Linked DNA regions of Zea mays: regions 2 and 3 are each linked to region 1. A link is a contact called in public Hi-C data. All regions are on one chromosome and are shown on one strand. The core of a region is the stretch at or near the end of the contact, and the rest is flanking DNA. Distances in the headings are between cores, read along the strand shown. Region 1 holds the start of LOC100284121 (zinc transporter 4). Region 2 holds the start of LOC100283302. Region 3 holds the start of LOC103630138 (cytochrome P450 90D2).

Region 1 (4,790 bases), core at 922-3,421:
CAAAGTGCCTCTAGGGCTCACTTCACTAGGCTTACGCCGATATATAACAAAATAGCTCTCCTTTATTTTAATAGAGGGAAAAGAAAAGCGAAGAAAGGAAAGAGTAACACCTGAATTTTGAGTATAGAGCAAAGAAATTTTTATACCCGAAAATTTAGGGTGTTAGACTACAGCAAAATACTACTCATGTTGACAATCACTCATCATCAAGCCAAACTAATAGGCACAAGTCAACTGTGTTCGCAAATAGGCATATGCAACGTATCTAAAGGTTCAAACCTCACAATTTTACCCTTTTTGCACACAGTTGCATTTCTAGGCCTATTTTGAGCACATTTGGACTTAGAAACCTCCTAATTGTGTCCGAGTGAACCTATACTCATACACTTAGCAAACGAGTTAGTCCACGATGTTGTGTTGGTCATTCAATCACTAAAATAGGTAGAATTGGCTATCTAGCCCATTTTCATTTCACATGTGCAGAGTGTAAAACTGGTTAGTCAGTCGTGCTGATGGTCAAGAGCAATCTTGGAATTCTCATATATTATAGTTTTACAAATTCAAAACACCGAGGGGCTGATGCTCGTGATAAAATGTTCACCATGAGAATTAATGGATGGTTTATTGTGGGATGCAATGAACGTGTTTTCTAGGGTTACTTTACTGTAACATTTTACCATAAGACTTGGTGAATGGTTCACTGTGGGATGCAGTGAACATTGAAGTTATTGTGTTGTAATGAAGTTTTACATGATAAATGTTTTACGAAGAGGGATTCGTACGCTTTATAAGTGCAAATAAAACTTGACCAAAGCAACTGCTCTAGCTAGTCCACCATATAGCCAGTCCACTTTTATCTAAAATGAGATACTTGCTGAGTTTGAAAGTACTCACTCTTGTCTTTATCCACTCCACCCTATGTATTCCTTGTCGAGATGAAGGATAACGAGTGTCCTATGCCCAAGAGTTACATGACTATGGCAAGATCTAGGCTTGTGATCAACTAGTGGTCTGTGGAGCGTTTACTGGTGGATTGAAATAATATCGTGGTCGTGCAATAAATATTTTGTTTCGTTATTAATAAAGCACTGTGTTGATATAATCCATTGTATAACGTCGCTATACATGTGATCCTTAATCTGATTACATTTGTAATGGACATTCGAGTTTGTCTTTAAAATTGGATGTGACAGTCAAGAAGTGGTATACAATTTTCACAAGTTCATCGAATTGGAGTTGATGAAGTACGCCTCACAAGCTCTACCTAAGATTATCTTTAGCGGTTATCCATACACATACCAATATTCAAAGTTTACCCTACCAACAATACATTGTATATGACCATATGACTGAACTGGTGGACACATCTAAAGTGTCATAGAGGGTGTTTGGGATGGCTCTAGGTTCCATCTCCAGTGTGGAGCTGTAATTTATAATATTAATTCAAATAGTTTTAAAAATATTTTTAATCTAAATGGTGAACGAAATGATTTATCTAAATGTCTTTTAATGACTTACAACTTCAGCTCTACGATTTTTTAGAGCACCTAATAATCTACTTTATCGACTTCACCAAATTTTATGGATCTTAAGCTATACTAAAGAGGGCCATAAATTGACTTAATTCGTGCTAAATACCATGGGCAAATGGTGAGCAACCAGGAATCTGGCGACCCGGGGGACCTCGTAGCGCCTCCGCGTGGGCCCCACGACACTTCGTCACTATGTCGACATGGTTTGGCCACGCCCCCACAACTCAATGCACGCCTTCACCACGTGACCTCCACCGCTAACACTTATCTGCCACCATAGTCCCTATCAATAGGGCCCCGCTTACCTGGGTCCCACAGATCAGACATATACCCGAGAAAAGCACCGCACAAGCTTCTCCGTACGTGGGGTCCAGTTAGTTATGCGGATACGGCCGCGAGGTCCCGCATCCAAATGCTAACGACATGGAGACAGCATCTACACCGTTCATAGAACAGATCGACGGCTGACTTTCCTCCTCGCTCATTGACACGGCACGGCCATGACCGTCACAAGCCTTCCTGATCCCACATGTCAGTGACTCCCAGGCGTAAACCACCTGGGTGCCGCGGTGGCGGTCGATGTCGCGGACGCACCATTTCGATGTTGGGTGCACAGTGCACTCGCACCACCATGACGACATCCCCTCTCTTTTCCGCTCTTTCCCCTGCGACTTCAACCTCTCTCAATCTCCTCTCCTTGTCCACTGGCTTGGGCGTGCCTTTGCGTGCGACGGGAGCTAGGAATCCACGGCATCGGAAAAGTGGCCGCCTGAAGAACCGATTTCTCCAAGATTTTGTTGTCCGTCCTATCGCTTGCAGGATCGGATTCGCCGTCTCTGGCCATGGTTCTCGCCGGCCTCCGCCGGCACGTCGGCCAGTTCTTGACCAGCAGTAATGGTACGCAATTCGGTTGCTTTTCGAGCTTTTCTTCGGTCCTTGCGCCGTCCAGCGTTGAGATTGACGGCCTGATGTGGTGCGTGCGCAGAGCTTATGGCGGCGTCGCTCTCGGCCGTGAGCTGCGCGGACGAGGTGCAGAAGGCGGAGGGGGCGGGGTGCCGTGACGACGCCGCGGCGCTGCGGCTCAAGAAGGTGGCCATGGCGGCGATACTGGTGGCCGGGGTGCTCGGGGTGGTCCTGCCGCTCGCGGGGCGGAAGCGGCGCGCGCTGCGCACGGACAGCGCCGCGTTCCTGGCGGCCAAGGCGTTCGCCGCCGGGGTCATCCTGGCCACGGGGTTCGTCCACATGCTTCACGACGCCGAGCACGCGCTGTCCAGCCCGTGCCTCCCCGCCGCGCCGTGGCGACGGTTCCCAGTGCCCGGGTTCGTCGCCATGGCCGCTGCGCTAGCCACGCTGGTGCTCGACTTCCTTGCCACCAGGTTCTACGAGGCCAAGCATCGCGACGAGGCCGCGCGCGTCAAGGCGGCGGCGGCCGCCGCACTGGTTGCGACCTCCTCTGGGAGCGACGAGGACATCACGGTGGTCACCGTCGATGAGGACGAGCGCAAGGCCCCGCTGTTGCAAACGCACTGCCATGGACACGGTCACAGCCACAGCCACAGCCATGTGCATGAGCCGGTGCAGGTAGAGGGTAGCGAGGCGGAGGTGTCGGCACATGTGCGCTCCATTGTCGTGTCACAGGTGCTTGTTTGATCGATTCATTTGGGATGCTTTGGTGTTTCATCGTGCACGCTGTGATAACCAGTGCCTTGGTTGCAGATACTGGAGATGGGGATTGTGTCACACTCTGTGATCATCGGATTGTCACTGGGAGTGTCGCGGAGCCCATGCACAATCAGGCCACTTGTCGCAGCACTTGCATTCCACCAGTTCTTCGAGGGGTTTGCACTAGGTGGGTGCATTGCTCAGGTGAGAATTGCAGTCAACTGCGGTTGAGAGCTGATCCGTTCTCATGACTTGATCAACAATTGATTTGCCATGTTTTAATAGCAGCCTGCTGTATAATTTTGCACATACTGTTGAAATTCTTGATTTTCTTGATACTCTGCACACTGTACTGTAAGTACATTACTTTCATGTGAGGCTTGCTCCTTTATCAATTTGATGGTTGGGCAATCGGCCTTTAAGAACATGGACCCATCCTTGAAAGTTCAGGATTCAAACATTTGGCTTCAATAATATAACTGAGCATTGTACATTGTTGGAATATATTTCTCTCTCCCAATTTATGCCTGTTTATCCATGTAAATGGCCACCTTCGATTTAACTTCTAAAATAAACTATGGTTGTCTAGTACTTTGTGAATACCCGCCAGCCGAAAATTTTAGTACTTCATGAAAAGTATTGCGGAGTTATGACAATTAGGTTGGATGTCCATTTACTGATTAGATTGCTTCAGCACTGAATGGTCCCAGAAAAAAAAATACATGGTGATGTCTATGCATTACTACTTAGTTACTTTGTCTTCCCTTTTTTTTCCTTTAATTTCTTTTTTCCTTCACTTCTTCTACTGTGCTGCTTCCTTTTCTTACTTCAATTACTAATGGAGACACTACCACATTTCTCCCAACAGGCACAATTCAAGAACCTTTCAGCAGTTCTAATGGCATCTTTCTTCGCCATCACAACACCGGCAGGAATAGCTGCTGGGGCAGGCATGACCACATTCTACAATCCCAATAGCCCAAGGGCCCTTGTGGTCGAGGGCATTCTTGACTCGGTATCTGCTGGCATTCTCATATACATGTCACTAGTGGATCTCATTGCTGTAGATTTCTTGGGTGGAAAGATGACAGGGACCCTGCGACAGCAAGTGATGGCATACATCGCATTGTTCCTCGGTGCGCTCTCTATGTCATCACTTGCAATATGGGCTTGAGACATGACCTTGATTAAATATCAGATAAAAGGTGAAGCAGTGTCCATATAAAATTTCTGGGGTATATGTACAGTTTTAATGTGTAGTATCTTGTTGTATGGTAGCTTCCTTCGGGATCATCATAGGATAACATGCACTGTTTTTCAAGGGCATGAAAAAAACACCGCTGATGTACTCAAGGGTGAACTATGTGGTTTCTTTAAGCGATGAGCAAGCAATGATATGTTTGACTGCCGCTGAATGACTGCATGCACTGCTGTAATGGTTGTGTCAATTGTGGGTGTGGCTGGTCTTGGCATTTCAGTATCTGCAAAGTGTAATGGTTGGGTAGTCTTCTGTCAAATATGAAATATTGACAACGTTGATTTGATCTGCAGCAAATGGTTTGGGCTCATTTAGGGCCTGATTGAACCCCATTAGAC
Region 2 (4,701 bases), core at 50-2,549, 130 kb after region 1:
ACTAAGTAGCATAGGCCCGTATGACTGAACAGATCACACAAGCCTTTCGTTAAAACATGCACAAGTTCAACAAGCAAGAATGCAATTGAATATAACACACATCCTGGTGAACTACTTAGAAATGGAGAGTAAAAAATGTAGCACTGCTTAACACCAAAATGAAGTAACGAATCCAAATGAAACAAACAGCAAAGCATTGTGGGGGTGTTTGAATGCACAAGAGCTAATGGTTAGTTGGCTAAAAAAATTCTAGTAGAATTAGCTAGCTAACAAATAACTAGCTAATTATTGTTAATTTGCTAAAAGTAGCTAATAGTTGAACTATTATATAGGCGGTATGGATGTTTTTAGCTAATTTTAGCAGCTAGCTATTAGCTCCAATGCATTCAAACACCCGCTATGTAATTCGCGTAGCACAGTGCTTACAGTTATTCACTGGTATGCATTTCCTCTTCACATGGCACAACAATAGAAATAATAGTAGATTAAAAATTATATACATGGCACTCCCAAATCTAGAACGAGGAAAACGGAAACGAAGAGGTCTAATTCCACAGAGTAGTGGACTTACCTTAGGAACAACTGCTCAATGAGCAAAAGAACATCAAAGGCAGAGAAGAAACCACAAAATTCACCTAGGATTTTACTCGCTCATAAATGACATGGAATTGCAAGAGCTGCTTCGCAATAAAACCCCGTGTACCCTCTAATCCAGAGATTCAGCAACACCACAAACCTCGCAGTCCACCGAAAAATCGTAAAAGAAGCGCCCCCCCTCCACATCGTTCACACTGGAAGTCACAAACACGCGGTAGTGCGAAAACAACCGAGAAACCCTTCGGAGCGCCACATCACCGCGTTTGACAAACAACAAAGCCGGTTGCAAATGCTTCAGCCGACAAGCCGAGAACGCGCACCTTGTGCCGAGTGAACCGGCGAGGTCGGGGTTGCCGTTGCCCGGCAGCCAAGCGCGGCCGCCACGGCGAGCCGGGCGACGAGAGCACCCAACGACACGGCGGGGACGAAGAGGCTGATGAAGAGGCGCCGGATGTGACTGACAACGGCGCGAGGAAGCGGCACGGAAGGAGGAGAGCGTCGGCCATGGGTGGATTTCACCGCTCCCGGCGCCCGCTAGACCGCCGCCGCTCTAGGCGCCAGCGCAGGGGGCATCCGAGTGCGGCGAGGCGGAGCCCGGGAGCGCGGAGAAGCTACCGGTGAGGAATTGGCTTGGCCGCCTCTCCGCTCTGCTGCTACGTCGGGGACGGGGAGGGGTGGTGGAGATGGGGCTGGCTGACGGATGGCGTCGGGCGTCGCCGTGGATGGAGAGATTTGGGTAGCGGAAATGATGCTACACGAGAAAGTCCTGAAGACTGTCACTGGTGAATGGGCCAGTGGATTGGATGCTCAGAATTTGCTGATTTTGAACTAAAGAACGACTAATGCTGTCTCCGACAAATTACCAAAAGGTTCAACAAAAAAACTGTCATTTAACAAAAAATAATGTGCAAGTATGTATACAATATAAGCGTCATGTAATTAAATTACTAAAAACAAATGTGCAATTAGTAGAGTGTCAGGGCGGTACACTATCATGAGCTTATCCGGTAAATCTTGTAATAAGCATTGTTGTTGATAAGATCTGCCTGTTATCAAATAAATTATTGTCTTAAAGCTTCATGTTATTATATTGATTTTATACTGCTAGATATGTATTTCTCAAACGGTTGGTATAATTCATGACATGTAAGCTGCAACATGTACATGCGTCAACTCTAGAGATCGATACTTATGTGGCATCATTTCTTATATGCTTAGTCTTATTGTGTATTCTGGTGTTGGGACGAAGGCCAAACCATACCTCGATCATCCCCTCGGTTAAGCACACCGAAATCCAAGCTAACCTTGTTTATGAGCACAGGGTCCACACTCAACAAAAGATTCCGATCGTCATGTACGGTCGAAGCGGATTTCATCTTTGAAGAGGTCTCACGGTGTTGTCCCAGCAAAGGCTCGACATTAAGCCCACGAGCCCATGCAAAGACGCTTAATCCGGTCGCCAGCAACGACGAAGGCTCTAGGACATCGGAGGCATTAGGACCCTAACCCCCGGGTGAAGGCCCCAGGATGACGGACAGGAGTTAGTCCTGAAAGAATCACGATGCCTAAGATGAGGTGAATTGGACTTTTCTAAAATTCTTGCAAAAGATTAAACCCTAATCACAAGCCTAATTTCACCCAACAAACTAGCTAGATCAAATGAAGCTAAGTACTCTAGAACAACCCTAAGCAATCATGGCTTATACTAAGAATGTAAGTGCTCAAAAGTAAATTGCCCAAATTAAATGCCGAAAGTAAAGCAAAGGGTTTAGATGAATTCTCTGATTTTTTCCGAGGTGTCAAAAAAAATCGGCACTTTCCAATAGTCCTCGTTGGAGCATTACACAAGGGTATAGCTCTCGCTTAGTCCTCGCAAGGACTAAATGCTCACTACATGTTAATTCTTTACCTCTTCGGTGTGGTGAATCCCTCACAGTCGTGTACAACTCCAAGTCAGGTCACCAATAGTCCTCCAGGGTGATCACACGCTCCAATCACCACCAAGCTGTCTAGGTGATGTCGATCACCCAGAGTAATAAGATCTAGGCCTTCACTTGACTATGATGAGTCTAATGCGAGTGGTGTGTGCTTTAGGTGGCTCACTCTTGCACTAATGAGTTCCTAACTACGAGATTATGATTTTGATAATCACCTCACTATGCTAAGGGTCTTGTAAGCTCTCACAATGAATACTATGTGGTTGGGAAGGCAAGACACTTCAATGTGCCCATTGGAGGGGGTATAAATAGCCACCAACCAAAATATAGTTGTTACCGTTCCACTCAGTTAAGGGCACACCAGACCATGGTCCAGTGAGCACCGCACCCCCTTCTGACACCCGCCAACGTCTAGTTTGCCAGACCTAGCCATTACTGTTGAGTGGTCTGTGTGTACCGGACCAGGCTGATGTGCCAATAGGCTAGATGACGCGGACTACAAGCTCTCTAGATAAATGGCCCGATGTGCTACCGGACCATGGTTTGACACACACGTGCAACTGAGCAGAAAACAAGCTCTCTGGGAAACCGGTCCTGTGCGCACCAAACCCGTGTCAGTTGCCCATATGCCAGATGGGTCACTGAACACTCTCTGGGAACTAGGTCTGATGCACCTAGAGTGCATTTTCTAAGTTTTTCTTATTTTGCTTTCTCTCCAAATTTTTGTAGGCTCTCAAGAGTTATCTAGCACTAGTTTTGTGTATGAGTGAACCACCACACTACATTTAGACATGACTAAGTCAAGTTACTCATCCACAACCCCTTTTTATAGTATGGCTAAAAGAAAATAAAAGGCCCTATAACTAAACTAAGTGCCCAACAACTTTTTCGACACTTAGAACTAGTATATCACTTGATTGGTGATGTTTCCTTTCCTGGGGGCACTGGACTGTCCGGTGTTGCAATTTGACCGTTGGGTGCCGGGTGAAGAAGCGAAGTAGCCGTTGGATGGAGTCACCGGACTGTCCGGTGAAGAAGCCCGGACCATTCGGTGATTTTTAACAAAAAAATCCCAAGGCTGGGGACTTCAGTCGTACAACTGCCAGGCTATCTGGTTAGGCCTACAAACGGGGTGGGTGTAAGTGGGTATTTTAGGTGGGTTTAAGAAATGGTTTTGTTTTGGTGGGTTGTGATGGGTTTGAATTGTAATTGGGTTGGGTTGGGTGGGTTTATTTTGTATTGTGGGTCGAAATGGTTAATACCCATGGGTGTAGATGGGTTTGCATAGGCATGGGTTTCCATGGTCTTCACCCATCCGTAGACCGTAGGACTGTATTCGAGTCGACTCCCAACTTAGTCTCAAATCCCAACATACCCAACTCAACTCTAACTCTCTAAGTATTCACCCGTGCACCGACGGTCGCATCCTGCTTCCTGTCCCAGCGGCCGGCACTCCCCTCTCCCTAAGTATTCGCCTCGGCGGACGAAGCTCCTCTGACCCCTGCTGACACCCGACGCTAATTAGACACTTTCACACTTAGACGCCGACACCCATGTCCCCTGGCGCACGCTCTTGCATACGAAGCGAACACACTGTTGCCCCAGGGACCGTTCACACATGGTTCTTTTCTTTTCACTTCCAGGGAGATTTATGCGTCGTTCGGTGGGCTTCTGATGCTACCTAGATGTGCCCTTCCATTGTTGCTAGCTTCGAGCTTGATCAGAGACTCTTTCCACAGCTGCTAGTTTATGTTTCTTGCCAAAAAGATTATTGTTCATTAAGGATCTTTAACATATGTTTTTTGTTATTCTCTTGAGACCTAAATGTTCATCAACCAAACTTGTTTTTGTATCAGTGTATAATATTATTGTCACTGTTTTTGTATGTTGTGTACTATGTTTTTTATGTCATTGAAACTACCTATAAAATTGTCACTTTGTATCAGTGTATGTGTATGCAGTTGGCTTGATGTGAGACAATAAGCTGAACCCACGGGGTTTCCATGGATTTCCACCCAATTATGGGTTGGTTTAGGGTCAATAATATTATTGGATGTGTTGGGTTTAATTTCCTTATATTTTTGGATGGGTGTGGGATGGATATCAAAGTTATTAGATTTGGGTATGGGTGGAGATGGGTTGGATTTTTTGCCATTAGCAGGCCTAT
Region 3 (4,595 bases), core at 1,837-4,336, 200 kb after region 1:
AAAATGAAAGTTTTTGGATGACATAAAAGCACCTTTATTATGGGTCCAAGATTTAAATATCTTCATCTTAGTTAGATTATAATATTGTAGATTAATTATTAGATATAGATGTCATGTTTAACTACCAAAACCTTCATTGCACTAAGAATGACTAGTTAAAAGAAACACATAAAACCCAGAAACAACACATTAGGTTTTTAAGGCGCAATGCTTACAAGGGTCCTGTCTTGAGCTTGTGCGAACACAATGTTGATTTGTCCCTTGTGGTTCGGGTTGATGATAAGTGATTGTCAACTGGTAGCGTTACAGATTGAGTCGTGGACTAACTGGGGTGTGAGTATATGTGTTGTGTAACCATGTCTGTAGGCTTATGGTGTGCAGATGTGGAGCACAGGAACAGTGGTCGATGATGACAGTGAATGTCATGCGGGTTTGTTGAGAGCACCTAGAGGGGGTGAATAGGTTATCTTGCAAAACTTACTTCAAACAACACAAACTTGATCTATAAAAAGTGTTAGTGTAAACTAAAACCAAGTTTAGATGAGAAGTAGAGAGAAAAATAGACTCTTTCACTTGATTGTTCTCTTGAGATGTGTATTAAACTAGGATCAATTTCACAAGTGAAGTTTAGCACTAAGGAAGAAAGAAATCGCAATAAAGTAAAGTGGACAAGAGACACGACGATTTTCTCGTGGTTCGGCCAAAGGCTACTCCACGTTGTGGTGACTTCCTTTGGTCAAGGGTTTCACACAACCCCTTTCAAGTGATTCAAAGATCAAACTTGAGTGACACAATATTCTTTCTTATATTTCAACCTGTGTGTGAGGAATCTCCACAAGATTGGAGTCTCTCAAAGCCTTACACAAATGATCACAATCAACCACTCTCCTCGCGTTGCCACCACAGCCGTCAACCCCTCCTCTGTCCTCCACAAGATTGTAGCGTTAGCACGGGCTATATGCTAGTGACGGTAAGGTCGTCACTACCACCTAACCGTTTCTGAGTTGAGGTTCATCTCTCTAGTAACGTCTTCTTCTAACCCCCAAAGACATAATTTATAGTTTTCTATACATCTAGTGCGCGAGAGAATTTGGTAAGCGCAACTCCAATAGGGCCCTAAACTCATAAACAATCTGAAATATAGGGCCCAAAGCAAAAAAAAAAAGAGGTCCAACAAGAACCCTGTTTTAATGAAATTCATCAACAAAATTTAGGGCTCGTCTCCCTAAACCCTTCGCAGTCGGTTCTTTGCAAGTTCGACCTGCTCCTCGATCCAGAATCATGCAATCGCCATTGACCTTGTCTCACTTCCGTGGTTCCCCTGGTACGTGAGTTGTCCTCGTGCCCACCTTCTCCGGTTCTCAAGTGCGATGGATGGTCGGCCTCGTTCCCCCATGCATGTGCACGGCCGTCGGCGTCTCATATTTGAATTTTAGAGAAGTAAGAATAAGTTTGTAGGAACGATTTTGATAGTATTGGAGCTTCTGTTATAAATTCTTGCAGGAATGATTTCGACAGTATTGATTGATTACTATATCGTTGAAGTTCTGAACTGCTTCTGCTCATTTCTGAAATGTCATTCAGACATTGTTGGAGCTTCTGTTTTCTTAGTTGTTCACTATGTTTTTGCATATACTACTCTTTCAATCTCATAAGTTAAGTACTGGAGGTTCTGTTTGTATAGCAGTTCGCTGGCTGCAACATATACTGATGCTAGCTAGACGCCATCTGTTTGTATAACAGTTCACTATGTTTGTATAGCAGTTCACTAATTAATAATATTTATGAGATTCCTAGTCTGAATTATAGTTTGAAACAGATGCTAGACGCCATATGTTTCCCAATGACTGGCTGCGAGATATATATACTGATTAGCTAGACACCATATTTCACCCAATTTGTATCAGAAGTAGCAAAAATGTGCTGTGCTCCTTTCAGAAGTAGCAAAAATGTCTTCACAGCAAAAAAAAAAAAAAAAAAAAATGCTACGCCAAAATGGCAACGGGGGCCGAGTGGGAGAAACAGAGGGGAGGGGTTTTTAGGGTCCACGATTAGATTGAACATCTGTATTTAGGCCCTAAACAAATAGAACAAGTTGCTAAATTAAATGAGTAGGGGGCCCAATGTTGAGGCAGAGTTGCTCGAAAGACCATATATATGTTCATGTAACAAAAACAAAAATCTCTCTCCCCAAACGAAAAGAAGGTACTACATGTCCGGGTTCAAATGGTCATGTGATGCTCTATGACATGCATGCCTAGGTAGTCGAGGAAAGAGAGCGCTTGGCCCGATATATGCTTCGGTGCGTTTATTTGAGTGGTAGCGATGGCCAACAACCACTCTGCTCTGGTCTCGACTAATATAATCATGCATCGATCATACGGCGCACACACCATACATATCACAACGAACGCGTGGAAGGCATGATTGCAGCCAAAATGTGGTCCCCGCCCCCGTCGCCTGCTTGTTCTCCTTTGGTTGAAACCAAGCTGTGCTAGCTCTTCTCTAACGACCCAATTATCGCCACAACGTGATGGATCAACATGCCGACTAGGGAGTGTTTGGTTTTCTAGGGATTAATCTTTAATCACTGATTTTTAGTTCAGTTTAGTCCTTATTTGTCAAATGGGACGACTAAATTATAGATTAATTGGCTTTAGTATCTAGGCCCTCACATGAGTGATAAAAGTGATTAAAGAGCAACATTTATTTTAATTGCTCTTGCTAGAAAACTGGTGTGAAACAAGAAAAAAATGTATTTCGGTCTTTTTGCGTTGCATTTAATGTATTTAGAAACTGAAATATAATTTTAGTTTCGGTATTTGATAATTTATAGACTAAAATAAAATAAAACGAAGAGACTAAAATGTAGTCTATAAAAACCAAACACCCTATAAGCTACGCAACTTGAAATGATATACCTTTTTAACCAAACAGCATCAACAAGACTGCCGAACAAATTTCATGACCCACATAATTTTGTTTGGAGACAAGCAAGTTTGTTACTCATTTTTAGCTGCTAGCACGTAACTATTAGCATTTATGGAACGCACTAGCCCTTGATAAGTATTAAATAATAATAATAAAATAAAATATTTGAAGCAAGATTCTCTGGGCAGTTTCATAGCCGGCCGGACGCCACTCTATCCCGGCCGTCGGCCGCGGTTCAGGCTCTCCTTCCATTAGAAGCACTCTTCTAGTTTAGACTTTATAATAGAGGCGCTGAGGCCTCACCCTTTTCCCTGGTGTTGCAAGTTGCAACACACAGCGTCCGGCGAGATCGGCGATCAGAAACCACGAGCCCACCCACCATCCGGAACGCGCGCGATGTGTCCCATCAGAGGTGGTGGTTGTTCTTGGCCAGCGTCCGTCGTCGGCTCTGCCACGGCGGCGCTGCTCCTCGCCGCCGTCATCGTGCGGCTCTTCGTCCCCCGTGCCTGTTCTTCAGGAATTATCAAGGGGCGGCGGCAGGTAGGTGCTGGTGCTGCCGGAGGAGCACGGCTCCCTGCCGGCTCGCTCGGGTGGCCGCTCCTCGGCGAGACGCTGGCGTTCATCCGGGCCGCGTACTCGCCTCGCCCGGAGTCCTTCGTCGAGAAACGCCGCGTCTTGTGAGTAGAGTATAGATTAGATTAGAAAAAAAAATCTTTCTAATTAATTCCTTCCCGGCCCGTACGTCCTTTAATATATACTTTGGCAAGAACTGAGATTGACCGAGGCGAGGACGACGACGACGACCGATCGACTGCTCGATGTCACAGGTACGGGAAGGTGTTCAAGTCGCACCTGTGGGGGTCGCCGGCGGTGGTGAGCTCGGACCCGGAGGTGAGCCGCGCGGTGCTGCAGGCCGACGCGTCGGCGTTCGTTCCATGGTACCCGCGATCGCTCATGGAGCTGATGGGGCAATCGTCCATCCTAGTGCTCGGCGGCGGCCTCCAGCGCCGGGTGCACGGCCTCGCGGGCGCCTTCTTCAAGTCGCCGCAGCTCAAGGCGCAGGTCACCCTGGACATGCAGCGCCGCGTCGGCCGCGCCATGGACATGTGGGGCAGGCGGCGCCATCGGAGCATGGGCGACGACAGCGGTGGTATGCCCGTGCGTGTGCAGAACGAGGCCAAGTCGGTACGTGACGCGACGCGCGACGCGACGCCAGCACCCCGTCGTCTTCCTCCTTCCCTCCTGCTGCCTTGTTGACTACAATTATTATTATTATTATTAGTGCCTGCCCACTGCCGACCCAGTACAGTACCTGTGTCCATACTGCATGCACGTAGACGATGCTAAGAGCTGCGCGTTTTTTCCACCCTGGGCCGGCGCCAGCATACGTACTGCGCGCGTGTGCCGGTTCTCGTGCGCACGCGCGCGCTCCATGTCGCTACCCTCCCGGTCCCTCCCGCGGAATCCATGGGCGCGCGCCGTGCCATGCGTGCGTCTGGATGCGACATGCGACGTCAGTATTGATGCTTCGCCGCTCCGGGAGTTAGCGTTTGTCCGTATCTACACATGGACAGTATTGCGGTCGCAAGGAATATTAATATCCACAGCTTGGAACCACACATGTATATGTCATCCTCACACAGTCCCTGGTATTCGTGGACGAA

The links. A called contact is a pair of places that touch in the nucleus more often than the background predicts.
Region 2: a Hi-C map of leaf shows a contact between it and region 1, with 4 times the contacts expected there. The contact joins the promoter of LOC100283302 here to the promoter of LOC100284121 in region 1. A contact is called at or near these places in 4 of 25 Hi-C or Micro-C datasets (bundle sheath and leaf).
Region 3: a contact with region 1 is called in a Hi-C map of leaf, with 8 times the contacts expected there. The contact joins the promoter of LOC103630138 here to the promoter of LOC100284121 in region 1. A contact is called at or near these places in 2 of 25 Hi-C or Micro-C datasets (bundle sheath and leaf).

What each region holds. Positions count from the first base shown.
Region 1 is chr6:143,198,307-143,203,096 of Zm-B73-REFERENCE-NAM-5.0, reverse strand. It overlaps LOC100284121 (zinc transporter 4), which reads left to right and starts at 2,171. Exons shown (of 4, transcript NM_001157018.2): 1 at 2,171-2,429; 2 at 2,518-3,170; 3 at 3,249-3,398; 4 at 4,063-4,609. The coding sequence starts at 2,375. The coding sequence ends at 4,368.
Region 2 is chr6:143,069,026-143,073,726 of Zm-B73-REFERENCE-NAM-5.0, reverse strand. It overlaps LOC100283302, which reads right to left and starts at 1,299. Exons shown (of 4, transcript NM_001367100.1): 1 at 918-1,299. The coding sequence starts at 1,103.
Region 3 is chr6:142,996,093-143,000,687 of Zm-B73-REFERENCE-NAM-5.0, reverse strand. It overlaps LOC103630138 (cytochrome P450 90D2), which reads left to right and starts at 3,086. Exons shown (of 7, transcript XM_020539508.3): 1 at 3,086-3,608; 2 at 3,699-4,116. The coding sequence starts at 3,328.